Regions from separate parts of the Mus musculus genome. Here regions 2, 3 and 4 are each linked to region 1. Evidence: chromatin contacts called from public ChIA-PET, Hi-C and HiChIP or PLAC-seq data. All regions are on one chromosome and are shown on one strand. The core of a region is the stretch at or near the end of the contact, and the rest is flanking DNA. Distances in the headings are between cores, read along the strand shown.

Region 1 (7,831 bases), core at 3,955-6,454:
TGTGTGGTGCAGATGCTGAGGAAGTGTGTCTCAGTCGCGCTCGCAGTAAAAGATTGATGAGAACCAGGACTAACGAGGGGACGTGGAGAACTTAGCCAATCCCCACCACAGAAGCAAAGCGAGCTCCGTCAGCCACAGAGTAAGAGGCTGGCCAGAGTTCCCTAGGACGGCAAGAGAGAATTCGCCATCATTGACTTAGAGGCTGGGAGGGTTCACTTAGGAAACTATTCTTTGTGCAGTTGAAAAATCTGGTCAGTCCTGGTGTCCAGGGGACAAAATGGAGATAAAGCTGGGGAACTGGCCCAGACTTGCTATTTTAAAGCCAGCGGTGTGAATGAGAGAGAGAGAGAGAGAGAGAGAGAGAGAGAGAGAGAGAGAGAGAGAGAGAGTGTGTGTGTGTGTGTGTGTGTGTGTGTGTGTGTGTGAGAAGATCTGGGGGGAAGTGGTGCTTTTCCTGTGCACACCCACCCCATGAGGCTGGGGGCATCTACCTAGGGATCTGCAGGTTCTAAATGGACTTTCTGCCACTAAGATACATGCGGTCTGCTTATAATCCCTGTGTACCTATGGATATGTTTTATTAATAAGTTGAATGTAACTTATTAATTGTTATGGTGTTTTCATATTTGTGTCATTATATTTGATTCCCCATTGTCTACTCACATGTAATCTTGTGACAGTTTCTTCTTTCCCCCGACAGTCTTCTTTTAGACTTCTTAATGTATAAAGACTGCTCTCTTCCTCTCTCCCCTTCTTAGTTTTACAGCTCACACACAAATGCACAGACATGCAACTACACGAGCACATACACATGCAACTTTAAGTACTATTCTGCATGTCAGAGACAACATAATTGGCATTTCTAAACTTGATGATGTTATTCTGAAGGGAACCCACCCTCTATACTGTAAGGCCCCCAACTTCTTGTTTCAGTTAGAGTAGTTTGTCCCTCAAGGGAAAAGTCCCCAAGGCAGTCATTTTGTACTGCCCTTCCTGTACGGGTTGTGCCATGCACAAGAATACTTCGGCCTCACCTCTGCAGACCCTCCGTCAGACAGACTTAGCTCTGAAGTGAGGCATGCATCTTCAGGAAGCCTTCCACACCAAATGTCATTATCACAGGCTGTCCAGAGGCAGAGCTCTAGGAGACTGCGCTGAACACAGGATTTTTTCCCCCCATTGAAACAAATGGAGACTCTGTCTTAGTTTGGCTAAGAGAGGGGTTGGGAGAGGTTGCTCCTTCACTTCTGTTAAAAGATAGATACAAAAGTCAGTCAGGTTTTAATTGGTTGCTTTTTTAATGTTATTACAGACATGCCAGTACCAGTCTTAATCCTTACATATCTCCCAGGGATACCTTGTGCTTGATTTCCATATTAATGAGAATGACCTTATATACTTTGATGTTTCATTTTCAAAATAGGATTTCAGTAAGTGGCGCACGCCTTTAATCCCAGCACTTGGGAGGCAGAGGCAGGCAGATTTGAGTTCAAGGCCAGTCTGGTCTACAAAGTGAGTTCCAGGACAGCCAGGGCTACACAGAGAAACCCTGTCTCGAAAAACCAAAAACAACAACAAAGCCAAACAAACAAACAAAACAAGAACTTAAACTTCAATACTCAGTCTTAAACAATTGCGTATTTTGGTATCAGAATTTAAACTTGTCCAGTATGGCTATTGGATATTTGACTGTTGCTAGTCCAAACTGAGATGCACAACAAATACACAATTGCACTGGGTCAAGAAAACAGTGCATAGGGAAAAGTTTGGCACATTTCATTAACTTTTATATGAACACATGTCACAATAACATTTGAGTACACTGGTCCAAATAAGAAATATTAGAACCAGCTCCTCTTATTTCTTTTAAATGTAGAACACATGACCAATTTTCTTGATATCCTTGCATAGGGCTGTGTGCATCCTCTCTACCGAGTTCCAATTTTAGCATACGTGGTGCTGAAATGAACATTTTTCCTCTTTTATTTTTCTTGATGTGGCTACTAGAAAATGATGTAACACCTACATGATTGCATTATATTTCTACAAATTCCACACTCTGCCTTAATTGAATTTCCCCTGCCTGTGGACCCACTTTCCACTGGTTGCTCTAGTTGGTAAGGCCTCTGCTCTGTGGAGAAGCTTGTGGGAATGCGGCGGTGGCTTTGGGTCCTTTCCAGCCATCACCCCTGACTGAGGAGGGCCTTGGAACTGGCAGAATGGGGTGACACTTCTTTGGCTACTTAAGTGGCAAACCTCCAGTCTATAAATGTCTGTTTAGGAGAAATAATGTTTTTTCCAGTTTGTTTTGGTTGCAGTTTCTTTTACCTGAAGCTAATTAATCTTGTAGAATATGTATTCATTGTATCCTCTGTTCCTCAAGAGTGTCAGGCTGTCAGTTGAGTGGTATCTAATTTTAGAGAACTGTCTCAAAGAAAGCAAGGTGCCCACTGCTGTGTTGGGCATGTGTAGTACTGGTTGAAAAGCCACAAACGTAACAAGTTCATGGGCATCTGAAAACTGCTCCTTAACCTTGGGGTGTCGCCTGAGGTTGCTGTCATTTATCTGAAGACAAAGCTGTGCTGGTCTTCCTAAAGAGCCCGTCTGTTAACAGCGAGACCCTCACATCCACAGTATGCTCTGAAGTTGGGAGTAAACGCAGCTCTGCCTGCTGCTTCTGTTGTGGTGCAAATGTTTAGAGTTTAAACTGTTCTGAAATGAAATGGACCTTCATAGAAGGGAAGACTTTTCAAAAACAATTTATAACTTTCTCTTTTTATGACGATGAGCACTCTCCTTTTAGAGCTGCTAGAATGTAGCTACAGGTGAGTGGTGTCTGAGGGTCATCTTTAGGCCTCAGCTTCCCTCTCACCAGTATGAGGTTACAAGGCATTGCTGGAGTGTGAGACTTCCTGGTTTCCAGATGTCCTCATTTGCACAGTGCTCACTAGATAGAGCCCTCTGCAGGGCACTGCTGGAGGTTCTGCAAGTGACATAACCATATATGCATACATACATAGTTATGCATGAAATGGAATTGCTGCTTCAGCCCAGCACTGTTCACATTCTAACAGTGGGGATCAGGGGAGCCTTGGCAGCTTTCAAAGGGCAGGATTACAGAGAGTGAAGGGGCCTGATTGGATAAAGGGGCGGAAAGACCTCAGTTGCCTTATTGCACAAGTCACTAGGGAGCGTGATTACCATCCAGTAATGAGTTTAGGGGAGTGAAACCACAGGGCAGATTAGGAACAGACTCCCCCTGGCCCTTTTACCTAAACTAAGGAGTTTAGACCCAGATCCTTTGGTATTCTCTGGCATTGTATGTGGAACAACAAATTGAAATCTGGATTTGCCAAGGATACCATAAGGCACCCCGAGGAGTGGATGGGAGATCCTATTGCAGTTTCTACTGTTGTGTGGATGTAGGAGAGAGCAGTCTCAGCAAGGCACTGAAAAAGGACTAGGCTGGGGTGAGTTTGAAAGCAGGTTTTGGGGACTGGTCTTGTCATGCTCAAAGATAGCACTAAGGAAGTTCCATTTAAGTCACCTCACAGCCATGAAGTGACTGTCAACCACCTGCAGATAGCAGGGACAGACGCTAAGAAACTGTCTTAGGGACACAAAGTCAGTATTTGAAGGAGTTAAATATAACCTCACACCCTCTTACTCCAGGGCCCATGCTTTGCCAAGTACCTCTCCCTTGGCATGGAGGACGAGGAGCATGTGAAGTTCTGAACTGTAGCCTTTTGCATCTACCTGGGAAGAGGGGTGAGGGGGCGTGGTCCTCCATGCTGCCTCTTGCCTGGGCTCTGCTAGGTTCTATCCCCACTGCATGCTGAGTGCTTTCCTTGCCCAGCTCCAAAGGCCTATTCATCACTACCCACGATTCTGTGTTTGGTTTCCCTCTGCAGCCTGACTGCAGACCCGAGTTTGCCTATCTGTTGACTGCCTTCTTGGCTGCACCACAATGTGTAGCACTGTAAAATACCTGACCATGTGTTCCTTGCACCCCGACGGAGCCTGCGTTCATTTCACTACTGTCCTAACCACAAATGAAGGAAGGTAGTAATTTACTGAACCCAGAAACATCTGAAAATTCCTTAACCTCATAGCCTGTGCAGGTAGTACAACTTGGTACCATTTGGAGGACTGAAAAGGAAGAAAAGGCTAGAGGGCTGGAAGGAGGGCAAATAATGTCAGAAAAAAAAAGTGAACTTTTAATCAAAAAATCTCAAAATTTTAAAAATTTGAAATAAAGTTGAAAAATACTGAAGCATATTCCTGTGAAAATCATCTGTAGGAGAACAAATGGGGTGAAAAATTTGAACATTCACTGATGAAGAATTTGCCCAAAGCAATTTGTATGATTGCCCATTTTAGGTAAATTTACTAAGTATCACCTTTTCTAGTAACACAAATCCTAACATTTCAAGTGTACAAATGATTTAATTCATAGTATGTCAGCATGCCTGCTTGCCTTTGACCCTGCTGGTACTATACAGACTAGATATGGCTGAATGAGAAGTACCACATTGCAGAGCCTAGGTGAGCTGCGTCAACATGACAACAGTAACAGCATTTAAAATCATGTGTTCATTTCTTTAAATATCTGTAACATTATCCAAAAGTTTCATATATAGCACTTGGTTGTGACAAAAAATAGTAATGGTGAATTGGTGCTTTTGTTTTTGCTAAGCTCTCAGATTACTTAATTTTCTTCCAAAAAGTAATGACTTGGGATTTGTGGCTATACGTGACACACATATATAACCATAATGGGATTGTTTAGAGAATTTGACCATTCAACCCGGTAAGCATAAGGGAGCGCTCAGCAGGGCCTTGGGTTGGATACCTGGGCCTGCAGCTTGCCTGGCTGCCTAATGGCAGCCCTGAGAAGCCTAACCTGCGGGGCACCCTAAGTCTCACTGTCTGTTTTCACGTTCCCTATCCTGGAAACGTGTGCGTGGGGTTTCTTTGTTTTCCTAGCGCAGTGTGTCCCACAGCTCGCGGGCCAGTGAGTGACTAGGCACTCCTCCAGGGAGGAAGAGGGGAAGCAGCGACTGCGCAGCCGCGGGTGGGGAGCTCCCGGCAGGCACCGCGGTGGGAGGCCTGGCCATCGAGCCACGGTCGGGGCTGTGCAGGCCCCACCCCAGAGGGCTCACTCCCAAAGTTTCTGCTGACGCAGCCGCGCTCCCGGCGGTGCTCCCAGTTTCTCCGAAACCCTCCCGCGCCCTCTGCCTGTCCCTGGAGAGGAGTGCCGAGGCGAGGGCCGAGCGGCTGCCCTGTATCCCTGCTGGAGCCGTCCGCCCCTGAGGAAAGGGCCCTCCCCCACTGTAGCGGGGCCGGTTGAAACTTGCTTTGCAGAAAGAGACAAAGTTGTAGACTCCCAAAACCCAGAGTCTGGGAGGATCAAACAACACCCCCCCTTCCCCCTCCCGTAGGCTGGGCCATGGGGAGACCAGAAGGCCGCTGGAAAGTAGGGTGGGGTGGAGTGATGGGGTGGGGCCAGTGGGGCAGGCAGTGGGTGGGGCGCCAGGGGGCGGGCCTTAGGCCTAAGCTGTGCACCAAGACAGGCGAGATGGAGGGCAAGAGTGGCTGGAGCGGAGGGTAGGGCCAAAGGCAAAGACCCTAACTACATTTGTGCAGTACCAGTTGGAACCAAGTGCAAGGTTCCTTGATGGGAAAACTAATTCATAGCATTTTTAAATCCCAGAAAAAGCCTAAGCTTTTGTAGCGTCTCATCTCCTGTCTGTACCTTCTTAAATTAAAAAAAAAAAAAGTTATTTTATGCTACTGGGTGTTTTGCCTGCTTGCATGTCTGTGCACAGCGGCTGTTCCTGGTACCCATGGAGGCCAGAAGAGGGCATCATCAGATCTCTTGAAACTGGGATTACATATGACCTGGGAGTTGAACCTACAAGCAGCAGGGTTTGTTATCCACTGAGACAACTTTCTAGCCTCTACTACGTTAGTAAATGCTAAGAGGATTTGGGGGGAAAGACATTTCTGGAGAATAAGACTAATCTGTCTAGAAGACCTAAGGCCACTGTCTGCTCTCTGTTGCTCACCTTCTATGGTATAGCAGTGTAACCTTAGACCTTTCAAGTAACCTGCATGACACATACAAGAAGTTAGTCGACATACATATACCAGACTTAGAGGACTAATCAGCCAGAGCCTCTAGTTGATAAATTATTTCCACTGTGATCTGTAGCCTGAATGGTTTTTAAAGTCAATGCAGTTGGTACTATGAAGAGTGAATTATTGATAATCATTAACATGACGGATATTTCCTGACCCAGTAGCTTAATTTTGGAAATTTGACACTTAAAGTTTGTTACAAAGGTTATTAAAGAGACTCTGAGCAACAAGTGTTTTGCAGAATACATTTTGTTTGGGCTTATGCCTCATATTTACTATGCACGTGCATGGTATTTTAACACAAGTATGTTTATGATGTGTATACAATTAATATTCTATTAGGAAAGATTGTTATAGTATGGACATTGCTAACCTTGATTACTGCTGCTCACTGCTGCCATTTGACAAAGTTTAAGCTAAATAAAATCCAGTTGATTTGGACATTTTGTAAAGAGAGGTGAATTGCATGCCGGGGTATACTACTACACTTTATCCTTAAAAAAAAACCACCTAGACGCAAATCGCTTATCATGCACGTGTGGATCTGTTTGGGCTTGCATTCACTACATGAATGCAGTAACACCCAACATACTAGAAGAGGTTGGTGTGTGTGTGTGTGTGTGTGTGTGTGTTGGGGATAGTTTTCATTTCTATCGTGGGTGCACATGGGAAACACTGGTGTCTTCTTCAGTATCTTTGCACCTTAGCTTTTGAGACCCACAAAGCATGAACTCAGTTTTCTCCGGGGTTTTCTTGTCTCTGAAGCCCCCCCCCCCGCCCCCCCCCCCATACTTCGAGCACAAGCCTAGCCATCTCCCTGGCATCTGAATATGGGTGTGTCCTGTAGCTCAGGCCCCTGTGCTTGTTCAGCCGCCTCTTTACCAAGTAGCCATGGCTCCAGCCCTTCTTTTTAGGGTTTGAGCTTGTATAATGGTCATGAAACTGATGGGGTCAATAAGTTGTGGGTTGACAGGCATTTAAGTCCTTGGCTTTGTGAATACTGAGTTAGTAGAAAGACTTAATTTTCTTGTATCTCAGGAGGAATGGAAAAGCAAGCAGAAAAATTCTTATAAACGGATACAATTTGTAACAGTGCCTGTAACATAAATTTAATAAAAACAGCTTCCTTTCTCATCCCACCTGTATTTACTGTTACATTGACCCCATTGATGGAAACAGCCCAGAAATTATTGGTGTATCAAACTATGAACGTTATATGGAGCATCCTAGACTTTAAATACTAAATCAAAGAAGACATATCTGTTTGGGATATTTTAATCACTTCTATTTCTAAATGCAATTTCTGTGTATATTCTCTTATAGCATATTGTAAAGCTGCCTCTCTGATATCATAGTGAGTTTGAAATTATTTTGTTTCCCTGGTTCCTTGAAATTTTGGAAGAGCTAGGAAGCAAATGCATAATTTGACCGATTTTACATTCAAGTGTAGGCAGTTGTCTCAGATTATATTTTCAATTTTGAACTTTCCCCCCATTTTTAAATAGTGGCTTTGTATTACTAATAGTTGAGTGCCTCCCCCTCTTAAGTAAATACGGCATCAAGCTCACATTGCATATGAAATGTCTGTCTGTGCAGGCCTGTCAGTGAACTCGAGAGTACATGTTTAGAAGGTCATGCCCCTGACCTGGCCTCCTCAGTACTTACTCCTTTGTGGAGTTTGGGGTTTTTG
Region 2 (7,831 bases), core at 3,641-6,140, 240 kb before region 1:
GTTGAATCCTTTGTTATGGGCTTGCGATGGACTGCTTTAGCTCTGTCGTGACAGCTAGAAAGAACAGAGCAGTGTACAACAATGGATTTGCAACACCTGGTCACCCGAGTCAGGAAAATGATGCAGCTACCCCATGTATTGGCAGGAAGGCCACTGAACATTACATTAAAGGAGCTGAGTGTGGGGAGGGAAGAAAGCCCTAGGTGTGGAAGGCTCTGAATGACATGGGCACAGTCATGTCAAACTCATGGAAGAATGGCAAACCCTCCCCTACCCCAAAGAAACCACGGCTCCTCGGTCAGCTGTGTGCATTAATTCTGTCTCTCTGTCGAACTCTCTGTAATAAACATGCTGAGCTTCCAGGATGCTACAGTTTTCCCATCCAAGATCCCAGACCACCCAACCCCAGCTTTTCTGTGCCTCCAAGTGTAGCCATGAACTTTTCTGCCCAGGCTCTTTGTTCCTGAATAACAACTCTGAGACTTAATTATTTATGAATAAATGCCTAGGCCATACGCTTTGGCTCATCTACAGACTAGCTCATAACTTATATAATCTGTTTATTCTAGACTCTGTCTTTCACATAGCTATTTACCTCTCCTCAGTTTGCCTGTCTCTTCTGAGCCCAGGGTGAAATCCTCTGCTATCACTCTTTCCCAGAATTCCTATCTCTCTAGACTGGATGTCCCACCTTCTATTTCCTGCCTCATCCAATAAGCCATCAGCTTTTTATTGACAGGTGATGCTTCCACACAGTACATAAGGATTCTCTCTACATCCATGTGTCTGTTTCTTTTCCTCCTTCCCCTTGCCATCCCAGTCAGATCCAAGCCCCTGAAAGCCAAGCAAGTTTTCAATTCCAGCTGGGGACACATCTCATTCTATAGACTGCTTGCTTGGTAAACATGTAGATCCAAGGTCAACCACTGAATCCGCATACAGGGCAGTAATGCGCTTGTAATCTCAATACTGGGGAGGCAGGGATAAGTGAGCCAGCCAGCCTCACCTACTTGGCAAACTCTAAGGCAATGAGGAGCTCTGAAGGATGACATCTGAGAGCCACATGCACTTGTATGTACACGTGTACCCACACCAAAATAATGTAAAGGTTTTTATTGCATCCCGAGGGATATTAGCTGTTCTGGCAACGAAAGAACTGATTCAGCCACTAAAATGGCCGTGAAGATGATCAAGAAGGGCTTTTGTTTAGAACCAGGTTGTCCTCCTCCAGAGCCTTCCTGGTGAGAGTGGTGGAAATCACCGTCAACACGTTTAACAGGTTGGAGAAAAAAACAAAGAAATGGCCTGGCTGTGATCGAATCTGCAACCATCAACACAGTGTTTTAAAAGGAATATTTAGTGATGTGGTAAAATGTCCACAATATAATATTAAATTTGAAATTGAGGATCTGGGGCTGGTGAGACAACGAAGCAGGTGAAATCATGTGCCTCCGGGTCACGTGACCTGATCTTACTCCACCCCACCCCCTCCCCAAGTCCCACATGGTATTAGAAAGAACTAACTTCTGAAAGCTGTCCTCTGAACTCCACTGAATTGCACACACACACACACACACACACACACACACACACAAAATCAAATGCATGCGCACAAAACACAAAATAAAAATGTAACAAAAATGTTTTTATTTTCATTTTGTGTTTGGGATTTGTTGTTGTGGTTTGGTTTGGTTTGGTTTTTCAAGGCAGGGTTTCTCTGTGTAGCCCTTGCTGTGCTAGAAATAACTCTGTAGACCAGGTCAGCCTCCAACTCAGAAAGAATTCTCCTGCCTCTGTCTCCCAAGTGCTGGGACTAAAGGCATACACTACCATAGCTGGCATCAAAAAAATGTTTTGTTTTGGTTTTGGTTTTGGTTTGGTTTGGTTTGGTTTGGTTTGGTTTGGTTTGGTTTGGTTTGTTTTGTTTTGTTTTGTTTTGTTTTGTTTTTGAGACAGGGTTTCTCTGTATAGCCCTGGCTGTCCTGGAACTCACTTTGTAAACCAGGCTGGCCTTGAACTCAGAAATTTGCCTGTCTCTGCCAAGTGCTGGGATCAAAGGTGTGCGCCACCACTGCCCAGCTCAAACAAACATTTTTAAGTAGCAGCTTTTATGCTTGAAATTCCAAAATCTTTCCAGTCCTGAGCACAATGAGACATGACAAGGGAGTTCACACCAACCTTGTTTATGCTGGAGAAAAAAATCAGAGCAAATAACATCCATCAGGAGAAACTTAGATGTCTAGACAGCAGATTTGCCGGCAGAGAGAGACTGAATGGAAAGACACAGAGTTCCTGTAACCAATATAGCATATAGCTATAGATATAAGGATATATGGGTATATACAATATACATATATAGGGATATATAAACATATGCAGAGATGGCTGTATCTGCAATTAATGAAATACAGCTGTAATATTTGTAGAAAGGTTGGAAACATTCAAATCAGCACCACATGATAAATGTTTTGTGCACACACACAATACACACACACATATGCACACACATATGCACACACATTCTAATTTTCTTCCACTGAAATGATTATAAAATATCAAATCTATATTAAAATTTGTGTGTTTATGTATAAGCAGTAATTTTTTAAAAGAAAGACATGTTATGCTTAATTATATATCTCTGTATGTTATGTGTGCACATGTGAGTATAGCATCATCTGAGGCTAGAGTTGGGCGGAGCATCTCCTACGAGCTCTGAAACAGTAGGAAGTACTCTTAGTCACTGAGCCATCTCTTTAGCCCCATGACTTTTTTTTTCAATGCACAGAAACAATAAACTCTGAATGCAGGGTAATAGTTATCTCTGAAAGGTGAGGAAGGGACTATTTAGAAAGTGTGCCTTGTCAGGCAGTGGTGGCACATGTCTTTAGTCCCAGAGTTTGGAAGGCAGAGGTAGGTAATCTCTAAGTTTGGGGCCAGCCTGGTCTACAGAGTGAGTTCCAGGACAGCTAGGGCTACTCAGAGAAATTCTGTCTCAAACAAAACAAAACAGAAAAAGAGAAGAAAAGAAAGAAAGAAGGGGGCACAGGGGTAAGAGCTTCAGTTGCACTTGTAACACTTTACCTCTTGGGTAGAGCACAGAGATTTATTACATAATTCTCGGGGGTGGGGTATCCCTGAAACAGTTCATAATAAAAAAGGAGTGTTTCTAATGAAATCAAAGTTTTAAATCAACTGCCGCTAGATATGCAATTCACTGAAGCATGAACTTTTGAGATACTTTTAGATTTATTTTTGTTTTTTGTGTTCATGAACCTGCATAAACTTACATGTGCCATGTGCAGAGCTGTGTGGGCTCCTGTGGGTGTTGAATCCCGAGAAGCTGGAGTTACAAGTAGTTGTGAGCCAACAAGTGGATGCTGGGAGCTGAACTTGGTCCTCTGGAAAAGCAGTGCATGCTCCTAACCGCTAACCTCTGGTCCCTGAAATACTTAAAGTATATATATTGCAGTTTTACTTTGCCCCAAACCCGTGATTTCCAAAAGAGAAAACTTAATTTCTATAAAATAGAAATGATTTCCAATGCAAATATTTTATTATGATCATTTCCAGTTGAAGGAAAATTAAGGCATGGTCTCCCCTCCCTCCAAAATACAATATCTTTAAATGTGAGAACTAAAGGAAGACATTTGCTCTGTAGAAGGCAGTATTGACCAGTTTATTCCGACACCAGACCCCAAGTGCTGAGAGAAGTCACCGCTTCCATGGAGCCTTGGGAAGGCTGATCGGCTCCGGCAGCTACACATTTGCACATGGTTAACCGGTTTCGTCAGTGAAATGGATTGAAACTTGCTTCAAAGTAGGAAAGGAAAACATTGGTGCACTCCACACTGGCCCTTGAGTATACTGTACCTTCAAATCATGCTGCCTCTTGCATTCCACAGAGCTGTGAAACACCCTTTAAACTGTCTGCATAAATCACTCTATCCTCTATGTAACAGGGTTTTCTCTTCCTGGACAAAAGAAAAAAAAAGAAAAAAAGGCCATCTGTCCCCAAAGGGCAACACTCCAGAATGAGGATCCCTGCCCAGACAGGACCTCATGCAGGTGTTACAAGGTCTCCATTCTGTCTGGAAGCCTGGATAGTTAACATGCCGCCTACCTGCCACAATCCTTTGGTTAAAAGCTGTCTCTTTAAAATCTGGGACTTTTTACCTCCTCAGCACAGCTAGCAATGGTTTCGGTGTGTAGAAGCACAGAATTATATGGAGCTAAGAAGATCGCCAAGAAGGCGAACACAGTAACCAAGACTGACATTAATTAGGACCAGGAAGCAAGCACGCGCCTCCTGGTAAACAGCCTTCTCCAGGAAAGTCTTCCGTGGGCTTCCTGCAACTCACACATTCCCCTTAGCTCTTCCAACACTGGTGACTTGTTGACAGGCACACATGCTAGGGAAGACCCATGCCACGTTCTGGAGTTTTGAATGTTTCCTTTGCAGAGAAACCACCAGGCCTGCGAGGGGCGGGCTCTGGCAGGAAAGGCCTTACAGCTTGTCACCTCTCCCCGCCTAGCCTGCTGCTCCTGCTGGAGGAGGTGCAGGGGACAAGCGAAACTGGTTCATGTGTCAGCTCCCCCAGGGATTTGGCAGCAGAGGGCCGGGCCCTAGCTGAGCACACAGGTACAGAAACAGCATCTGCAGCACACTTCCTTCCTCCTTACATGGTCACTGTGCGGGTCTGCATGCAAAGGGGGTTCATATTCTCTCTCTCTCTCTCTCTCTCTCTCTCTCTCTCTCTCTCTCTCTCTCTCTCTCCCTCTCTCTCTCTCCCTCCCTCCCTCCCTCCCTCCCTCCTCTCTCTCCCTCCCTCCTCTCCCTGCCATGCCCCGCCCCGTGTTTCTGTCTCTCTCAGTCTCTATCTTCTCTGTCTCTGCCACACACACATACACACACGCATACACACACACACACACACACACACACACACATATACACACACACACACCATGAAAAGTGCTTACTAGCAGCGTCTTGCATGAGTGCACAAGCCAGGCCATCACTCTGGAGAAGGAAAAGCAGCTCGGCCCCTGGAAACGTCTGGAAGCCTCTATCCCTGAGCTGGCTGGACCAGACAGCTCCTTCCTGAGAGCCTGCTTTTCCCTGCCTTTGAAAGAGCAGCATCTAACAGAGAAGCGCACTGAACTGTTTTCCAGTTTATCACAGGAATCTCGGGTCCAGACCTACAAGCCAAGGGAGGCACTCCGCCCCCGTGGAGCTCCTCCGTGCTCACAGCCAATAAGGGGGTGCTAGTCCATCTCTCTAAAGAGAGAAAAGAAAGGGCTTTGTGAGGGCCATGTTCCGCTCACACAGGTCACCACACAAGTTGCCTGGTTTGCTGTTCAGACCCCCAGATTCCAGAGTGAACCTGTAATAGCTGAGGTCCCCTTGACCCCTTGTTTTCTCTTCTACTGGTTCTCAAGAGCCATTTTCCAGCTTCCCCTTTCCTCTCCCTGGCCTTTCTGGAAAAGGTTTGTTTCTAGATTCCGAAGGAACAAAGGCCGATTAAAGGCCCAGGAACAGGGGGAATCCTCCATTAGAAAAAGACAAGGGCAGAGCTGGGGACTTCCGTGCTTGGCCTGCCCCCACCTAAGTTAATAAGCTACAAGAACCAGTTGCTTCCAGTCTGGGCAGCTTTCTAGTTCTGCAACTACAGAGCCTTTCTTCCTATCTTCCTTTCTTTCTTTCTCTCTTTCTTTCTTCCTTTCTTTCTTTCTTCCTTCCTTCTTCCTTTCCTTCCTTCTCTCTCTCTCTCTCTCTCTCTCTCTCTCTCTCTCTCTCTCTCTCTCTCTCTCTCTCTTTCTTTTTTATTACTTTAATTCCAGAGATCTTTGATACCCCTGAAGGCAAGTAGCATATCTCACTCATAAAGCTTTCAGATGGTTTTGAGTTCAAAGTTTTATTTATTTACTTTTAAAGGCCTCAATAAATTAGGGCAAAGGCAACTGGAACTCAGCCTCCTGCCTTACAGATCCTCTGAGCTTAAGGCTGGCCAAAAGATCTGCTCTTGAGAAACCAGGTGGAATGAGACCTGGGTGGAGGAAGCCAGGAGTTGTTTGTAGAATGTTCTCCTGTACGGCTCCAGCCTGAGCCCTTCTCCCTTGAGCAATTCTGCTAGTTTGACACCAGCTGAGATCTGGTCATCTGTCTGGTTTTTTTGTTTGTTCGTTTGTTTGTTTGTTTTTGCAAGTCTCTAAGCCATCAGACATTCTGACTTCAGTATCCTGAGAGAGAGAGAGAGAGAGAGAGAGAGAGAGAGAGAGAGAGAGAGAGAGAGGTTCTCTAGAGGCTGCTAGCTGAAACTCTGTAGTGTCTTTACCATAAAAGCCATGTAATGCAGTCAAACAATCTGAACAATTTAGATTGATTTAGGTTGATCCGAAAGAAAGCAATTAATTCTCACTGACATCTCCCTGTTTAATAGAAGAATCCCATTGTGTGCTGAGGCTGTCCTGTGTTCATGTTCCCAGTAACATACATGTTTCCAAAATTCATTTTAAGATGTGTATCATTTGGGGGCAAGACCTCTTGGGGGTTAATGGTACTTACTGCAGAGGAGCTGGGTTCAATGCCCAGTACCACAGTATCAAATGTACACATACATGTGCACACACATGTGCATAAGGAAAAAGGAATTTTTTAAAAATGTTAAGTGCAGCATCAGAAATTTGCATTCTCATAAAACCTATCTACCCACCCACACTTGTCCTGTGTTATGGTAGTACTACCGTATTTTTGAATCCTGGACAGGTGCTATTTAGTGAAGGGAGGAGGGACTCATGTTTTCCCAAGGGGAACTCCAGGGAAAGACCTTAGGGGGTTCAGGGAAGAGGCAGGCAGAAATGAATAAGGACAAAAGGAAGGTGACTGTATTCCAAGCCCTGGAATGTCCATAGCCACAGTGATATTCTACTCCAAGAGCCTTTCCCATGGAATGAGTGTCTCAAGGTCAAAGGGAAAAACAGAAACTCTGGGAAGAAAACAAGGAGAGAATGAGGACTGATTCCAGAGGGAGCTCTTTGGTTTAAGTGATCACCCTGCTGAGACAGGGAGGGGCACAACCTGCAGAAGAAAAGAGATGGCTCCACTCCAGGCTGTGGAAAGCAGACACTCTTCCTTGAACTTCTAGGGCACCTGCAGCAATAAAGTTGTTTCCTAGAGGGCGGTCCAGGGAGGGCAGGGCAGGGCCACTTCTGCATATAGTGACGGTTCTCAAAGGATGCTCTTCCCCTGCGCCACTGCTGAGTTTTGTTTTACCTTAATGATGTAACAGTGAAAAGGAAATCTGTTTTAACCAGCAGGCCAAGGGATCACTTACAGACTAAGAGCTGGAAGAATTGAACCAAAAGAGAAATATGAAGGATTAACCCAACTTTCTGGTTGTTCCTTTGCTCAACAAAAATCTTTTTGGCAAAGATTAAATGACGCCAAATAGCTATCAGATTGATACTGACAAGACCATCCAGCTTGTTTGACTAAACACTTCCACCTTCTCTTCCAACTGTCTAAACAGGATTTTCCCACTTAGCACCCTATCAATCCAACTGTGATTAAGCCACATTATGAGAGCCTGTGTATCAAATATTAATATTTGTATAGTTACTAAAGTATTTGATAATTCCTCTCTGCAAACTTAAATGTGACATGCCATTTATGGTATTTGAAAAAAAGCATAAATAAGAAATTATTCATCTGGCCCTTGGTGTTTGCTGGAATGGCTCATAAGATGGCATATTTTAAGTGGTAAAGCTAACAAGGAAGGAAGGGCACTTCCGAAGCACACAGCATGGAAGCAAAACCTTTTCCATTGCTCAG
Region 3 (7,831 bases), core at 2,564-5,063, 150 kb before region 1:
GGAGTTACCCTGAAAGCTTTTGTGTGAAGGGGCAAGAATGGGTATTTCTTACTCCAAAAAGGGAAGGAGCTACAGGTGTCTCAGATAATCCATCAGAGGTGTGGAGTCAAGCTCCTGTGGGTATAAATGACAAGGACATCGCCTAGAGAAGGAAGAAGCAGAGCGTCCCCAGTGGCGGGCACCTGGAGGGGCTGCAGACTAGCACCAGTGCTGCTCTTTTCACTTCTACAGCTCTGAGCCTCACTGCTGACTCCTTCACCACACTGACGTGTGGCCATAGGAGAATGCACTGAGGTGCCTTGGAAATAAATGACATTTGCTGCCATTTGACAGTGTCAGCAAAGGCTCTGAATGAGCTTTCGAGAGGGTGGAGTCTATGAACCTCCAAATCTGAGTTAAATTTAGGACCTCAGCACATCATAGATTTTTTTTTTTAATTTACTTTTCAAGTTTTGGGACAAGGCCTCACTGTGTAGCCCTGAATAGCTAACCTGGAACTTGGTATGTGGCCCAAGATGGCTTTGAACTTGAGAGAGAGACAGAGAGGGAGGGAGAGAGGGAGGGAGGGAGGGGGAGAGAGAGAGAGAGAGAGAGAGAGAGAGAGGGAGGGAGAGGGAGAGGGGGAGAGAGAGAGAGAGAGAGAGAGCGCACATATAGACATTGCCATACCATTCTTTTAAGAAAAAAGAGCTCTCTTCATCATCAAATGTCATCACACAGTTCCCCGAGTGTGTTAGGGAGTCCTGACTGGGAATCTAAGGCTGCTGTGGCAGTGGTTGTTCTCCAGAGCAGGGTGAGTGGTCTGGCACCCCCACCACCTTCCTCTCATGCTGCTAATGGAGCATAGTCATGGGCTGCACCAAGAGTTTGCTGTCTTGGAATAGCCAGCAGGAAACGTTTTCTTTGGCTTTGTCTAATGTCTGAGAGATTTCACACCTGTATCCGTAGTGAATGCCAGACATTTTGTATTGGTAGAAGAATGTGGTAGAGGGTGTTGACTCCTCAAGTCCCAGTGACGTAGGTCCATCTTAAATGGACTGTTCTGTCCCAGTACAAGTCAAGGCACACAGTCTGAGAATCAGACCTGAGCCCATAATGTTCTGCCCCTTGGAGCCTTCCTGTGTCATCTGGATGGGAGTCCATTGGCCTTTGGTTCTGTGGAAACTGAGAACCGTGGTACTTTAACACTTGAAGATGACTAGATGCTTTTATGAAAGGAGGGAATGAGTCTTTGGAGCCCTCCTCTTCTAGGGAAACCAATGTTAAGGCCTTTAGAATGGTTACCGAGGAAGTCACTTATAAATGAGCGCTGACATCATGTGTGTCTGCTGTCCTGCATGCATGAATTGCCAGGCTGAGTACCAGTGCTGACTTTTTGTCCTGAAAAGCTTTCCTTTTTATGATCAGAGCTCCTAAGCAGTTACCAAGTGGCCACAGCTATCCAGATCAACTGTGTATAAGATGAGAAAGAGCACCAAGCCTGAGTGTGGTCAAGGGTGTGCTAGGGAGGTCGGAAATCTCGTAGGGAACACGAAAAACATCATAAAGGGGTGAGGTAGCAGCATAAGACTCCACAGAAACTGTCACAGGGCAGCCCGGGGACATTTCACAGTGGCATGGTAGCAGGTGCTGGTGATTGATGTACAGCGAAGGGGACAGATCTCTGTTGGGGCAAGAGTGAGCCCCAGCTATTCCACTGGCTTCTGCCCTGAGCCTGGATGCCAGGGAGAGAGCTCAGTGCTGGACTGTGGGTCTCAGTTCTTCCCTGCTGCAGAAAGTCAGGGCATCGGAAGCACTGGGTTGATAGAGCTGTAGAGAGGAAATTGCTTTACCGTATGACAGCTGTACACTGGCCCCAGTGGCTGCCCTAGTCCTTATCAGCCCTTTTCACAGATCTACACTTGTATGCATCACAAGTACTACTCAGCTATTAAAAACAATGAATTTATGCAATTCCTAGGCAAATGGTTGGACCTGGAGGGCACCATCCTGAGTGAGGTAACCCAACCACAAAAGAACTCACATGATATGTACTCACTGATAAGTGGATATTAGCCCAGAAACTTAGAATACCCAAGATACAATTTGCAAGACACATGACACTCAAGAAGAACGAAGACCAAAGTATGAACACTTCGCCCCTTCTTAGAATTGGGAACAAAACACCCATGGAAGGAGTTACAGAGACAATGTTTGGAGCTGAGAGGAAAGGATGGACCATCTAGAGACTGCCGCACCTGGGGATCCATCCCATAATCAACCTCCAAACATAGACACCATTGCATACGCCAGCAAGATTTTGCTGAAAGGACCCTGATATAGCTGTCTCTTGTGAGGCTATGCCGGTGCCTGGTAAACACAGAAGTGGATGCTCATAGTCAGCTATTGAATGGAACACAGGGCCCCCACTGGAGGAGCTAGACAAAGTATCCAAGGAGCTAAAGGGGTCTGCAACCCTATAGGTGGAACAACAATATGAACTAACCAGTACCCCAGAGCTCATGTCTCTAGCTGCATATGTAGCAGAAGATGGCCTAGTCGGCCATTATTGGGAAGAGAGGCCCCTTCGTCTTGCAAACTTTATATGCCTCAGTATAGGGGAACGCCAGGGCCAAGAAGTGGGAGTGAGTGGGTAGGAGAGCAGGGTCGGGGGAGGGTATGGGGGATGTTTGGGATAGCATTTGAAATGTAAATGAAGTAAATACCTAATAAAAAATAGGAAAAAAAACCCCAGACTGTAGTTTGTACATTCCTTCCCCATGTCCCCACACCCCACTGTCTTGCTATGGCATGCTTGTGCATTGCTTTTGTGACTGTAGAGTAGTTAGGTTTGTTCCGGTTTTTCTTTGAACTTTTAGGTTGCAGGGTTTCAGGCACTTGGTGGCTCTTACTATATCTATCGTATCTGACTGTCTGTCTATTTATCATCTATCTATCTATCATCTATCTATCCATCTATATCTATCTTATCTGTCTGTCTATCTATCATCTATCCATCCATCTATCATCTATCCATCCATCCATCATCTATCCATCCATCCATCATCTATCTATCCATCTCTCCCTCCCTCTGTGTGTGCGCACGTGTGCATGTGTGTGTGCGCACTCGCCCGTCTCTGCGTACACCTGGTAGAGCGTGTGTGAGGAGCAGAGGATAGCTTGCAGAAGTCTGCTGTCTCTCCTACTGTCTGCATCCCAGGGATCCTGCTCAGGATATTATGCTTGGCAGCGGGAGCTTCACCCCTGAGCCATCTTGCTAGCCCTGTTTATAGTTTTTTATACCTGTTTGTTCCAGTACTTGTTCATACTAGGTTTGATTATTTTTGTCAGCTTCTTAGGCGATGGGGTATTACTTCAGTCTTTTCGTAGTTACCAGCAGCAGGCTACTTTCCCCAGTGACTGAAAAGCTCTTGTTTAATCCGAATGTGTAAATACATTGTAGATTGAGGTGTGAGGTTTCTCTGTTGGGGGTGTGGGGTTGCCAAGCTTTTCTCCAGTTTGTGGTTTAAGAAATTGTACTAAGAAAATCATAACAAAACATTTGGTAAATTAGGTCCTTAATTTGACATTTAGGGGTAAAATAAACTTACATAGGTATCCTCACTATAAATACATGTGTAGGCATATTCTGAAATGGTGACTCTGAGTGACTGCCTGAATCACACTGACATCTAGGAGCTGTTGCCTTCCAGCTTGGATAATTTACCCAGGAGGACTCCCAGGCTGGCTTTTGGAACCCTATAAGAGCACAGCAGGACTTTGTTCCTGTTGTGCTTAGGTCTATACCCAGGTCTGCTTTCAAACTGGGTCACACTTCCTGTCCTCACGACCTACTCCCATGCATGGGGGACTGAGGCTGTTGGAAGACAAAACAGGCAACATCAAGTGCCTGAGTGGTATGTGTGTGTCTATGTATGGTGTGTGTGTGTGTGTCTTAGAGGGAGAGATGGGGAAAGGAGGGTTATTGGTTAACAAAGCAATTTGAAAGTCTTAACAAGTAATAAAACCCAGTCTGGTTGTGGGCTAGTGGCTACTTGCATCTCATACAGAAAGCATGTGTCTCAATGGGATAAAACTCACAGGTGGCCTTGTGCAATGTGCTTGGAAAGAAACTCTACCAGAGCAAGCCACTCAGTGAGGTGCTTGGAGACCTTGGACCAGAGGAGGCCTGGTAGAGCATACATTTTATGTGCGAAAGGAAAATAGTCACATTCTAGAAGCATCCTACCTGAGGACTGGCCAAAACCAGCAGCAGGATGTGAGGTTCTTCGTGCACAGGAGGATCAGCTTGGCCTTTGTCTTCCCTGGAACAGTCTTGGTTTTGAATGACACTGTGGTTTCTTTATAGAGCTAGCAGTGAAGAGCTAGGGCGAAGCTGGGCTACTTCATTACATGTTTTAATGTTCAAATCAGCAAGTGCTCAGAGGGATGGATTTGGATTGTGGATGAGTACCTAAGGTAAGGAGAGGTAAGGAGAGAAAGGAAAAATTAAATAATGTGCCTTATCTGAGTAGGCCTAAGATTTCATCCAGGAAGTCTCCCAAGCGAGCCGATGCCTCTGAGCTGGAGAGACTCTGTGTCTCATGTTCTTGAGTTTTGTGAGTCTGGGGTTTAGCTGACAGTTTGGACTCGAGTGCAAATTAACTGCATTTTACCTAGGACCAAGTTGCTGAGACAGACACTACAGAACAGTTGCCTCCACTGCTGGGCGAGTGGCGCCTGGGCTGGCGTCCCAGGCCCGCATTCTGCACTCTGCACATTTTACAATTTAAACTCTGTGCTTCCGTCACGGCAGTTTGGACTGGGCATTATGTTGAGGGGAGGTGAGAGGCTCCTCCTGTGTTGGCACCGTCTGACCAGTGTGGGCACAGGGCTGCTGCAGAGCCCTGATGATGGGATGGGCCACTGTACTGGCTAACTTTGTGTCAACTTGACACAGCTGGAGTTATCACAGAGAAAGGAGCTTCAGTTGAGGAAATACCTCCATGAGATCCAGCTGCAAGGCATTTTCTCAATTAGTGATCAAGGGAAGGCCCCTTGTGGGTGGAACCATCTCTGGCTGGTAGTCTTGGTTCTATAAGAGAGCAGGCTGAGCAAGCCAGGGGAAGCAAGCCAGTAAAGAACATCCCTCCATGGCCTCTGCATCAGCTCCTGCTCCCTGACCTGCTTGAGTTCCAGTCCTGACTTCCTTGGTGATGAACAGCAGTATGGAAATGTAAGCCGAATAAACCCTTTCCTCCCCAAGTGCTTCTTGGTCATGATGTTTGTGCAGGAATAGAAACCCTGACTGAGACGCCACCAACTTGATGGCAAACACACAGCCTCTCTGTGGCCACTGTTCCTTTGGCTGGGTTTGAAATTACCAGTTCAACCATGGAAGAAAGTTGTGTTTTGTCTTGGAAAGAACCTGGAGAAGAATTCACCCTGCTTTCATAAGCACACATTGTAATGTCAATACTCTGAGGAGAGCTTAGTTCCAGATCTTGGTGTTGCCACAGACATGTGTCTGTGTGTTTGTCAGGACTGCCGAGGTTACGGAAGAGCCATGTGCTGACTGAGGAAAACCATATGCCGTCGCTCATTTCCAGTTATTTTAGGTGTAAGTTCTTTCGAGGTGAAAGTAATAGTTTAAACCCCCAATCTGTGAATATGCTGGCATATACCCGTCTCCCAATCTATCTGTGAATATGCTGGGATATATCCGTCTCCCAATCTGTGAATATGCTGGGATATACCCGTCTCCCAATCTATCTGTGAATATGCTGGGATATACCCGTCTCCCAATCTATCTGTGAATATGCTGGGATATACCTGTCTCCTCTGTGTTCCACAGTTGGTTCATTGTTGACGGGTGGGTGTCTCTGACTGAGGCCAGGTGTGTCCTACAGTGGCCTGCCACTAAGGCTGTGTGTCAACTGCCTGCATCCTGGCACAGGGACATGATGTCTTTCTCCTCACATCCATCATGGCTGCGCATCCCTGGGTCTCCAGTGCAGTGCAGTGCACACCTACTCTGCTAAAATCATCACAGGCAGGCACACGGCTGTCATCAGATCACTAAAATCAACACCAGGTGACCTGGAAGGAGAAATGGCCACCTGCAGTCCTGTGGAGGGAGGTGGGGGGAGGAGCAACTGGGAGCTCTCACAACTCCTTCAGCCGCCTGTTGCTCCCCTCTCCCTCTCCCCACCATTATGCCTCAGGGCTGACAGTGTGACTTTTTTTGCAGAGCTCAGCAGATACCTGACCAAGCTGAGAATGTTTGTGGGTCCAGGCTGCCCACCTTCTCATGTGGCCTGCTGGGCTCTGTCGGCAGTTTAGTTGCTCCATGAGGTCTCCACCTCTTCGATGACAGTATGCTCCCTGGAATTCTGAATGCAGTTTCCGATGCTCTGGTTTCTTTGTGGTCTGTTTTCCCCTTCTGCCTAAATGGCATTGCTCTCTTTTCTTCCATCATTCTCTCTGTCCCCCCTCCCTCCGCCCCCAACACACACACCTTTCAAACTTTATGTTCACACTTCCCTTATACTCTTGATCCTCTGCCTCAGTCTCCTAGGGGCTGGAATACTCGCCATGTGCCTTCTACCTGGATGAAGTTAATGGCTTTACTTGCCAATTCATCCCCCGTTTATTGAGCATTTACTTTGTGCCACTTTGACCTTTCACGTTACATCACTGTTGGTTCCCAGTCTCGTCTCCACTGCATTTTCCTCAATCCCTGTCTTACCACCTGTTGTTCATCACATTGCAGACTTCAAGTCTGTGTGTATATGCTTGGAGTCTGGCCTTGTGGCCTCTGTCACTGCTGTCCATTTAGAACCTCTGTCTTACCTGGCCAGTGTGGCAGCTGGCCCTGCTTTCAGCTACTTCCTGAGGGGGCAGTCCTGCCAGGTGGCTCAGGTGACAGCCTTCTATACTGGCACCCAGGGGTTATCAGAAGAGGCAGCCTGAGATGACCTGTCAGGCTTGCTCATGCTCAGGCCTCAGCCCTGTTCAACAAACTCCCAGCCTCCTGCATGGTACAAACCCCAGGAACATCCATGTCCTTAGGCACACCAGGTCATTTAGCTTCTGATGTTGGAGCTCTGTGTTGTCTCTCCCTCCCTGAGCCTGCATTTCCACTTAGTCTGCACATCTTCCTGAGGGTCCACATGTGCTTACACCTTGTGTTCTGGGAGCCTGGCACACAGTAGGTGTCCACACTTGATTCTATTTAGTCTGCACATCTTCCTGAGGGTCCACATGTATTTACACCTTGTGCTCTGGAAGCCTGGCACACAGTAGGTGTCCACACTTGATTTGGTATCTGTTTGTGAAGGCTGTGGCTCTGTGGCCTTTGGTGCAGGGGAGTTTTCCTTCACAGCCCTGCTGCTTTGAGGAGCCCAGGCTGTGAGGGCCCTGCTTGAAGTTCTGCTCCTACCTCTCTTGGTCAAGCAGTCTCACTGATGGCCTTGGCCTGAGGCTCCAGGACTGATTCACCAGACCAAAAATAAAATCCAGGGTCTAGATTTGAACTGCTGTGCTTGGTGTGATGTTTACTGGCCTGTGACTCGTAATCTGGGGCTTACTGCTGCACACTCATTACCTTTGGAAAACTTTATCTAAAAACATTTTTCATTACTTCAGTGAATAGCCAGGGCACGAAGGCTTCTTTAAGACTTGTAAGCTCAGGTCTAGAAGATCATTTTTAGATGACAGAGTTCTGGGGTACTTGGAATCAAAATCGTGTTTCCTGTTTTTTAGGATTTTTAGATATTTATGGAATAGAATTTTTCCTTATAGTGTTTATTCCAGATCTGAACTTTAAAATCCTATCTGAAAGTTAGTAAAA
Region 4 (7,831 bases), core at 2,668-5,167, 140 kb after region 1:
TAAACCTTTCTTAACAAGGCAAACTAAACCAAAAGATTTCCAATGAATGTGTTCCTATATCTTGTGTCTTTGTTCTGGGAGGGTTTTTTTGGTTTTTTGTTTGTTTTGTATTTCCAGCCTGTCTGGGTTTGCTGTGGCTTTATGAATCTAAAGTTGAGTTCAGTCAGGCCTTGGAGGCTTGTCTCACTTCATCTCTACAGCTACGCCATAGAGGCAGGCACTCTGCAGACAGCTGCGCCTCATGACCTCTGCCAGGGCGTTAGCACGCAGTCTGCGTCCCTGGGTTCCATGCGACCCTAACCCTCAACCTCCCCAAGTTAGTGGAGAAGTCCAGTCAACAGCACTTGTCCCCAGCAGACTTGGGGAAATGGCACCGAGGAGGGGGGCAGGCACAGACAAGGGAACTCCACTCAGCTTGTAAGTTTGTAACCTAAAACCCATCCATCTTTGCTGGCAGGTGGCTGGCTGCATTTTTATTATTAGCTGACAAGTGATGTCACAAAACCTGTCTCGCTTCCAACTAGGGAATCCTCAGAGGAAGATAAATGAGAACGGGCTGCTGTATAAGCAAAGCTGCCCTCCAGTTGACCTCCAGACACCAGACCTGGGTCACATGGGCTGTTCTCCCCCCCCCCAACCCCCACCACACACACACACACACACACACCCCTCCCTTTGGCACTAGGGCACCAAGTTCATGCTGTGTAAATTATCTTCCCAGCCGGGAGCCCTGGCTGTTCCTGTCTGAAGTGTGAATGTGCTTAACCTCCAGTAACCTTTCCATTGTTTACTTTAGAGTATACATTCATAGCTTCTGGCAAAAGGTAGGGATCTCCTAGAGAGTAAGCCAGCCTCCTCTGCTAATGGAGTGGCAAGAAGGTGGATTCAGGCTTTTTTTTTTTTTTTTTTTTTCTTAAAAGGAAAGGAAAAACACTAACAAGAAAGGAGCTTTCCTTTATTTATTTATTTATTTATTTATTTTACTCTCTATAACTGTGAATTCTTTCTAAGTAACGGTCATTCTAAAATCACAGCAGCCTAATAGCCACATTTCCAAGGAAAGTCAGCCTGACACAGAAACAAGTTATTTCTCCTCCTCTGCAGTAGGGGGTTGATGGGGAAGATGGATTAGAGTGCTACAGGACACCCCTTCCTCCCTCACTGTGGTTTTCCTTCTTCATGCACATTTCCAGAGTTCTAAGTGTCTGTTAGCTGCCTGAAGCCATCCCTAAGTCTCCCTGAGCTTCATGAACACAGTGGGCCACCACTCAGGCCACAGGGCCCCTGTCTGACAGACAACACTTGTACATAGCTAGTGCTTTCTAAGGACAAGTTGTCAGGTCCAAAGAAAAAAGCCCCAGTTCCCTGTACTCCAAAAGACATCCATATATCCAGAAATGAGCTCAAGCTAGACTGTATGATGTCTGGCGGTTATATAAAAGCCAGCCTTCTTCAAGAACTTATGAAACTGGTCCCCATCTAACAGAAGGAACCATTTCCCTTACCTCTAGCAGAAGGACAAATGGCTACCTTTGTTACATATCAAAGCACAGGCAGGCCTCTGGCTCCCTCAATATCCCAAGTACCTGTTCTACATTTCAAAGTCCACACTAGCACGCTGCTAGCATGCTGTCTTCCCGGGTTCCCTCTGCCTACACACAGTTGTTCTTTCTATAATGGCAAGGTTTTCTCTGCCCTGGCTAGTCTCACCTTGCTCGCTCTAGTCTCTATCTCTTGCTGTTCTCCTTTCTCACAGATAGCCCTGGCCAGGTCCGCTCTGCTGGCCATGCTCAGTCTACTTTCTCTCCCTGCTCTGGACTCTTCCAGATGCCTCTGGCTGCACTCTTATATCTACAATAAAAACTTGGACGATATCACAGAGTTCCTGTGGATGGATAGTTTCTTTACTGACATGCACCTTTCCCATTTCTGATCCCTTCATTAAGTAATGGTTTGGAACTTGCTTAACCAACATATTCTCTGATGTAAAAAAAACATGGGGTGAGGAGGGACCACAGAGAGAGAGAGAGAGAGAGAGAGAGAGAGAGAGAGAGAGAGAGAGAGAGAGAGAGAGAGAGAGAAAGAGAGAGGAAAGCAGGAGATGTTTCCTAAGCTAGCGGTCTGCAGAGTTCACAGTCCCAGATAGTTGTTGCAGGTGCCAGCACATGGGGCTGTGTGAGCTGTGTCAGTTTGCTGCTCTAAGTTCACCTGTTGAAAAGAGCCCAGATCATCGGACACAGATTCATCCAGCATGCTCCTGTCTAATCAATACGTGGAACGAACATCTATCTGTTGAGTATCTAACATGCTAAAGACTGTGATAGATGATAAAGCAGGAGCTCTTGGAATACTTTGGTTTCCCTATAAAGCAAGGTTAGTTTATCCCGTGTGAGCTTGGAAAGGGGCTCCTGTCTGAGTGCTGTTATTCTGAAGTCATCCTGGCTGAGCCTGAGTCCCGGAATTCTGACAACAGCATCAGAGACCTGCAAGTCAGTGGAATAACAAATCCGAGTCACAGCTCAAGTGACAGTGTTTTTAACGATCAAGCATAGATGTCCAGTTGTTGAAGAGATATTAAAATACTGTAAGGTGCCCTGTTAACGGTTGTAAGCACTTTTCAGCTGCAGACATTCCCACTACTGAAGAACCCGCGTTCTGAAGCCCCAGATTACAGCCCACCAACCTCAAACACCAGAATTGTTATTCTGTTTCTTCTGTATTTACATTTAGAGTATATCCAACTAGACTGAGTTAAACAATTTTCTGCCTGAAGCCTTCTTTTTCTTGGACTCCTTTCCCTGGGATAAATGCCCCAGGGAGCAGTTACCCAGTCATATGTGTAACCATGTGTTATGGCTCACAGATGAAGAATGTTTCTAAATCAGTTATTCAGAAAATCCCTTCCCTGGGTGGTGAGGACAGAACCGAGTGTACAGTGCTTGCCCGTTCGGGTGAAGCACGGGCATCAGTAACTGGTATAGCATCCCTGTGCTGGTGCTCTCAGCCCTCCCTCTACCCCCCCTCCACCCCTCCCCACGCTCCCACTCTCTTGGTCTCTCACTCTGTCATTTTCTGAACAAAAACAGTGTATACGTAATTGACTTTACTAAATTGTTACTATGATTCCAGTAAATCTTACTTTTAACCTTTTCAAATACATGGTTACCAAAAATTAGCTTACTCAATAACACTAGCTTTTCTCCTTATTTTCCCTTGATGACTGCTAGCTAACTCAGGATCCTTACAAGGCCCACAGACTCCACAGTCAACTGGGAGCAATTCGATGGCAGAGGTTCCAGGTGACCTGAAGCCACCAACCCCAGCCTCTACCCCTCATGGACAGATGACTCCCATGCAAAGCGGAAGGTATGCTCTGAGGACTCTTGAGATATAAAGCCTAGTTTTGTTTTGGTTTGGGGGCAAACTTAATAGAAAAAGTTCTTCCCTGATTATTTTTAAGTGCTCAGTACTGCTCCTTTCAGCGTGTAGTTTACTTTGGGTGGTTTTGCATCCACCAGTCGCAAGTGTGGCTTATTTCCTGAGCTCTGTGGGTATATAGTGTCACAGTATCACTCAGCTTTCCCGCTCTGTGTCTCTCAGAAGCAGTACAGTCAGTGTGCATGACCCGTTCTCAGACGTGAGTGACTCAGCGTACCCAAAACGGAACTCCATGACTCCAAACGCCCCATACCAGCAGGGCATGGGCATGCCAGACATGATGGGCAGGATGCCCTATGAACCCAACAAGGACCCTTTCAGTGGAATGAGAAAAGGTACGTGGAGGGGCATTCTCCAGGAGACTTCCTTTCCCAGCTGCCTGGCAGCCTGTTCACCTCTTCAGTTGGGACGGTTCTAAGCCCCTGCCATGTAGTGACACAGCCTCCTTCCTGCTTAAGCCAGAGCCTCAGGAGAACTTGGCCACTCTGAGTCTGACTTGCCTCTTTCGGAAATGGTGAAAGCAGCAGATTAAGTCCACACACAGGAAGCCAGTAGAATGATGGACAGTTGTGGTCTGGAAAGCATCCAATGGCTGCCATGATCGACATGGTGTGAACAGAAACAGGGCACAGTGCTAAGTACAAAATAGTGTTCTTACATTCATGATTCTAACAGTTAACAGACATAGGAGGGCAGAAAAGCAAAGACCCTGGTGGGTAGGAGAGAGCAAGCAGACAGGAAAGCGTGGAAATAGCAGCGGTTTTGAGTGAATGCATTGGAGGGAGGCAGAGGCCCTGCAGATTGGTGTATCTGTAGCAATGGGATCTACCTGCCTCTGTCTTCCCAATGCAGGGGCATGAGAGTATCAGGGACAACAGAAACCCAAGGCTGAGTCTTAAACCTGGCCAGCCCCAGGGAGTTCACAATCAACATGGCACACACCAGCATCAGGGTGTGTATTCGAATAGGTAGCACACACCAGCATCAGGTAGGAACCTGGCAGATTGCATTTTGGCATTCACCCAAATGCAGGTAGGTCCTGTCAAATTAAGCCATCATATGAGCATTTTTTCATATACAGGAAAGATTGTGAAGATGTTTTGTGGCAGTGGTTATTCTGGGATCCCGTAGAGAGTGGTAGCTGTGTCATACTTAGATGTTGAAATACATAAAATTTTTTGAGACTGGGTCTCACTATGTACCCCCAGCTGACCTGAAACTCCATGTCAACCAGGTTGGCCTCAAACTCACAGAGGCCTCTGTCTCCCCAAGTTCTTGGTTAAAGGCATGCACCACCACACCAGCTGTGAGTTTTATGATCCCCAGGAGTGGAGAGACACATAAAGCCCAAGCTTGGTTTTGATGAGTATTATGGGCTATAAAAAGGGAAGAATCTCAGAATCTTTAGCATTGGGTGTATGCGAATGTGATGTGTAATATTTTAGATGTATTTCAGGTAACAGTTACATAAAGCAAGACGGTCTGTAATTTTTTTTTTCAAGAGAGAGTCTCAAAGCTACTTCTAAGTAAAGATTTTCAGACTGCAGGAGGGTCCAGAAGCCTCCTGGGTGTTAGAAGCAGCTAGCTTTCTATGGTGGTGAGTGATTTGGGGCCTGTCTCCTGCTTGTCTTAGTCAGGGTTTTACTGCTGAGAAGAGACACCATGATCACAGCAAATCTTATAAAAGACAACATTGCATCGGGGCTGGTTTACACTTTGAGAGGTTGAGTCCATTATCATTATCATGGCAGGAAACATCGCAACATGCAGGCAGACATGGGGCTGGAGAAGGAGCTGAGAGTTCTACATCTTGATCCACTGTGTGCCAGACCATCTGTAACGTTTCCATAGGAGACCTCATAGCCTGCCCCCACAGTAGCATGCTTCCTCCAACAAGACCACACTTCCTGATAGTGGCACTCCCTATGGGCCAAGCCTTCAAACCCATGAGTCTGTGAGGACCACACCACACTACCTTTGGACTCTAAAAATATAACAACATGGAAAAAATAATGATTTAATTAATTTCTTTGGGGTGGGCCTCTGACTCTCTGGTGTTCTGTCTCTGTGTCCTGCTGTACAGGAGCCACGGGAGCCTCTCGTTCCCTCAGACCTGCAGTCTCTCCTAGGAATGAATTTGAGAGGCTGTGGGGCTTTCTGCACAATCATGAATTGAAATCTCCAGCACCCACGTAAAAGCTGGTTTGTGGATATTCCCACAGCTCCAGTGCCATGGTAGCCTAGACAGGAGAATTTTTAGTTTGCTAGATAGCCAGCCTAGCCAAGTATGTGAGCCCCACATTCAATAAGAAAGGCCTCATCTCAAAGTTAAGCTGGGGAAGACTCTGACACCGTGTGCACCTGTGCATGCACACACAGCACAAAAATGAATTCGGGCAGGCAGGGGACCGAGTGGAGGCTGTGTTGTAAGGTGGCAGGTAGAGAGATAATGAGTGGAAGATAAATAGCACAGTCTTTGTATATTTCTGCCCACCTGCTGCCTCATAGCGCTGGGACATTTATGTCCACAGAAAACATTTTCTTACAGCTCTAATTAGTTGTAAATAAAGTTGTTCATTCTTCAAGTTGTTCATTGGTCTGTGAATTTAGACCAATATCCATGGAGACCACTGTTGCCAGGGTAGCAGCAGCGGGTGGTCCTGTTGTCACCACCACTGACCTGTGACTTAGTGGTGCAGCAAGTCAGCCTGCTGTGAGATCCCTTAACCCATGGAGCCGGCCTTGCCTGCTGCTTACCACCTGCCTCGGACAGGGCACGTGATCTCGGACTAGGCTGACTCTATCTGAGTCTTTGACCGTGGTACCCAGTGTGTCTGAGGCTCTGTTACTCTCCATGTACATTGCTGTGTGTAAATCTTTTACTAACCCCTGGTACTGTAACACTAGCTGGGCTGTCCCTCCCATTTAGCTCCTACACATCTGTGGTGTGTGACTGTTTCCATGAGATGGATTCCTAGGTTTAGTGAGTCAAAGAATGGGAATAAAGTGCCTCTATCATCTTGTCCTGTATAGCAGAGCTCCAAACTCAGACTTCAGTTAGCAGAACCACTATGTCACATGGCTGTGTCGTCAGGAGGCCTCTGGGGTGGCTGATGTCAGCAGAGTCTTTACTGGGGACCCAGTTGGAGTCTGGGACCTTTCTGTGGGGTTTCTTGGGTGTCCTTGCTACAGAAGGTAAAATCCAGGATCCAAGATAAACCCTGTTGCAAGCTCAAGCAAGTGTTTGCTGGAGTCCATTTTCCTGAGCCGGTTGGTCAACACTGGCCATGTGGCCTATCCCAGCGTCATTATAGGAGGGGACAGCATGGGCTGTGAATACAAGCAGATGTGTTTCTGTGTGTGCCAGGGATGGCTGCCCACAGCAGGTGCGGGCAGCAGTTAAATGCACTGGCAGGAGTGTGGGGTGTGGCTCCTGCTTACTAAGCTGACTCTTACAGCTGCCTCAACACCTGCCAATCAGATCATAACTTGATGTTTTTCTAATTTTCCATAAGGCCGCAGGTCTATCACGCGTTGAGTGACCGTTTAGTCTCCTTTCCCTGCAAACATGATTTTCATGACTTTGATACAGTATCTACTTTCTGTGGATTTTTTTTTTTAAGGAGCTCTGTGGATTAGAGAATTAAACCACTTAACTTTAATTATGCCACTTGACTTCTGTCTGTCTTTGTTTTTCCATCTGCAAAATGGAAAGTAATCTCAAAACTGGTTCTACCACAAGTTGACGTGAGATTAGACACAGGGCAAAGGTGCCAAAGTGTGATAGTCCTGCACTGGCCTCAACCCTTGTATCCGGTCCACAGTGGGACAGCATTGACTCAGAAGGCTTCAGTGACTTTCCTGCCTCACACAAAAGTAGCTATCATAGGATGAAGACAAGCAGCAGCCATGGAACAAGTATCTGGACTTAATAGAGTTTTCTCCAGGCTCTGAGCTAGTGCTCATTTGTGTATGCATTCCTTTTAGTGGTCTGCTTTTGGATAGAAATAAGTCACAGGTCACCCCATCTTCAGCTGTTATTTTAACTATAATCACATATGTATGTGCACATATGTATATGCCTCCAATGGCCAGAAGGGGGCCTCAGAGCCCCTGGAGCTAGACTTACAGGCAGCAGTGAAGCAGAGTGGCTGTAAATGCTGCCCTGCAAGTGCCCTTAGTCACTGAGCCATCTCCTCACACGCTGGGCTGTTGCAAATGCACATTTATGTCAAGGTTTTCTGAGTTTCTTGGTAAAGGTGGAGACTAAATTCATATCTCCTGTCTTGTTTACAAACTCTTCCTAAGCTGGTGTCACCTCGTTCTACAAACAGTAGTTAACACAGACCTTAGCTTTCCATGAGCTTGTGTGTTGCTGCATGAGAGGTGACCA

Evidence for each region. A called contact is a pair of places that touch in the nucleus more often than the background predicts. ChIA-PET counts read pairs in DNA pulled down with a chosen protein or histone mark. HiChIP or PLAC-seq counts read pairs in DNA pulled down with a chosen protein or histone mark.
Region 2: a Hi-C map of the N1E-115 cell line shows a contact between it and region 1, with 5 times the contacts expected there. The contact joins two enhancer-like sites. A contact is called at or near these places in 4 of 484 Hi-C or Micro-C datasets (the HL-1 cell line, the N1E-115 cell line, embryonic stem cells and 1 more) and 3 of 115 datasets of contacts at active chromatin or transcription factors (bone marrow-derived macrophages, embryonic stem cells and pancreatic cancer cells).
Region 3: an RNA polymerase II ChIA-PET map of memory CD8 T cells shows a contact between it and region 1, with 24 read pairs. The contact joins two enhancer-like sites. A contact is called at or near these places in 1 of 15 datasets of contacts at CTCF or cohesin (large pre-B cells), 4 of 484 Hi-C or Micro-C datasets (the HL-1 cell line, embryonic stem cells and neural progenitor cells), 5 of 115 datasets of contacts at active chromatin or transcription factors (the HPC-7 cell line, bone marrow-derived macrophages, embryonic stem cells and 2 more) and 3 of 9 other capture datasets (embryonic stem cells, liver and pancreatic islet).
Region 4: an H3K4me3 HiChIP or PLAC-seq map of bone marrow-derived macrophages shows a contact between it and region 1, with 6 times the contacts expected there. The contact joins two enhancer-like sites. A contact is called at or near these places in 19 of 484 Hi-C or Micro-C datasets (B cells, the C10 cell line, ECoMG myeloid progenitors and 10 more), 4 of 115 datasets of contacts at active chromatin or transcription factors (the HPC-7 cell line, bone marrow-derived macrophages and pancreatic cancer cells) and 2 of 9 other capture datasets (bone marrow-derived macrophages and embryonic stem cells).

The regions. Positions count from the first base shown.
Region 1 is chr17:5,184,752-5,192,582 of GRCm38.p6, forward strand. All of the region lies in intron 4 of Arid1b (AT rich interactive domain 1B (SWI-like)), which reads left to right. Among named protein-coding and RNA genes, the nearest start is that of Gm34854, 36 kb to the right of the region's middle. Within about 2 kb of position 5,205, at least 412 of the 459 cell types and tissues checked have an H3K27ac peak or open chromatin away from gene starts, as enhancers often do. A contact at or near this core is called in ECoMG myeloid progenitors, the HPC-5 cell line, the HPC-7 cell line and 6 more, where this site is marked.
Region 2 is chr17:4,941,626-4,949,456 of GRCm38.p6, forward strand. Gm41517 (a long non-coding RNA gene) reads right to left here. Exons shown (of 4, transcript XR_876352.2): 4 at 3,110-3,971. Among named protein-coding and RNA genes, the nearest start is that of Gm34625, 8.7 kb to the right of the region's middle. Within about 2 kb of position 4,891, at least 100 of the 459 cell types and tissues checked have an H3K27ac peak or open chromatin away from gene starts, as enhancers often do. A contact at or near this core is called in the N1E-115 cell line and epidermal suprabasal cells, where this site is marked.
Region 3 is chr17:5,032,583-5,040,413 of GRCm38.p6, forward strand. The region is part of intron 1 of Arid1b (AT rich interactive domain 1B (SWI-like)); the gene reads left to right. Among named protein-coding and RNA genes, the nearest start is that of Arid1b, 41 kb to the left of the region's middle. Within about 2 kb of position 3,814, at least 19 of the 459 cell types and tissues checked have an H3K27ac peak or open chromatin away from gene starts, as enhancers often do. A contact at or near this core is called in memory CD8 T cells, where this site is marked.
Region 4 is chr17:5,324,049-5,331,879 of GRCm38.p6, forward strand. Arid1b (AT rich interactive domain 1B (SWI-like)) reads left to right here. Exons shown (of 20, transcript NM_001085355.1): 14 at 3,228-3,366; 15 at 3,601-3,773. Among named protein-coding and RNA genes, the nearest start is that of Gm29050, 84 kb to the right of the region's middle. Within about 2 kb of position 3,918, at least 72 of the 459 cell types and tissues checked have an H3K27ac peak or open chromatin away from gene starts, as enhancers often do. A contact at or near this core is called in ECoMG myeloid progenitors, the HPC-5 cell line, the HPC-7 cell line and 3 more, where this site is marked.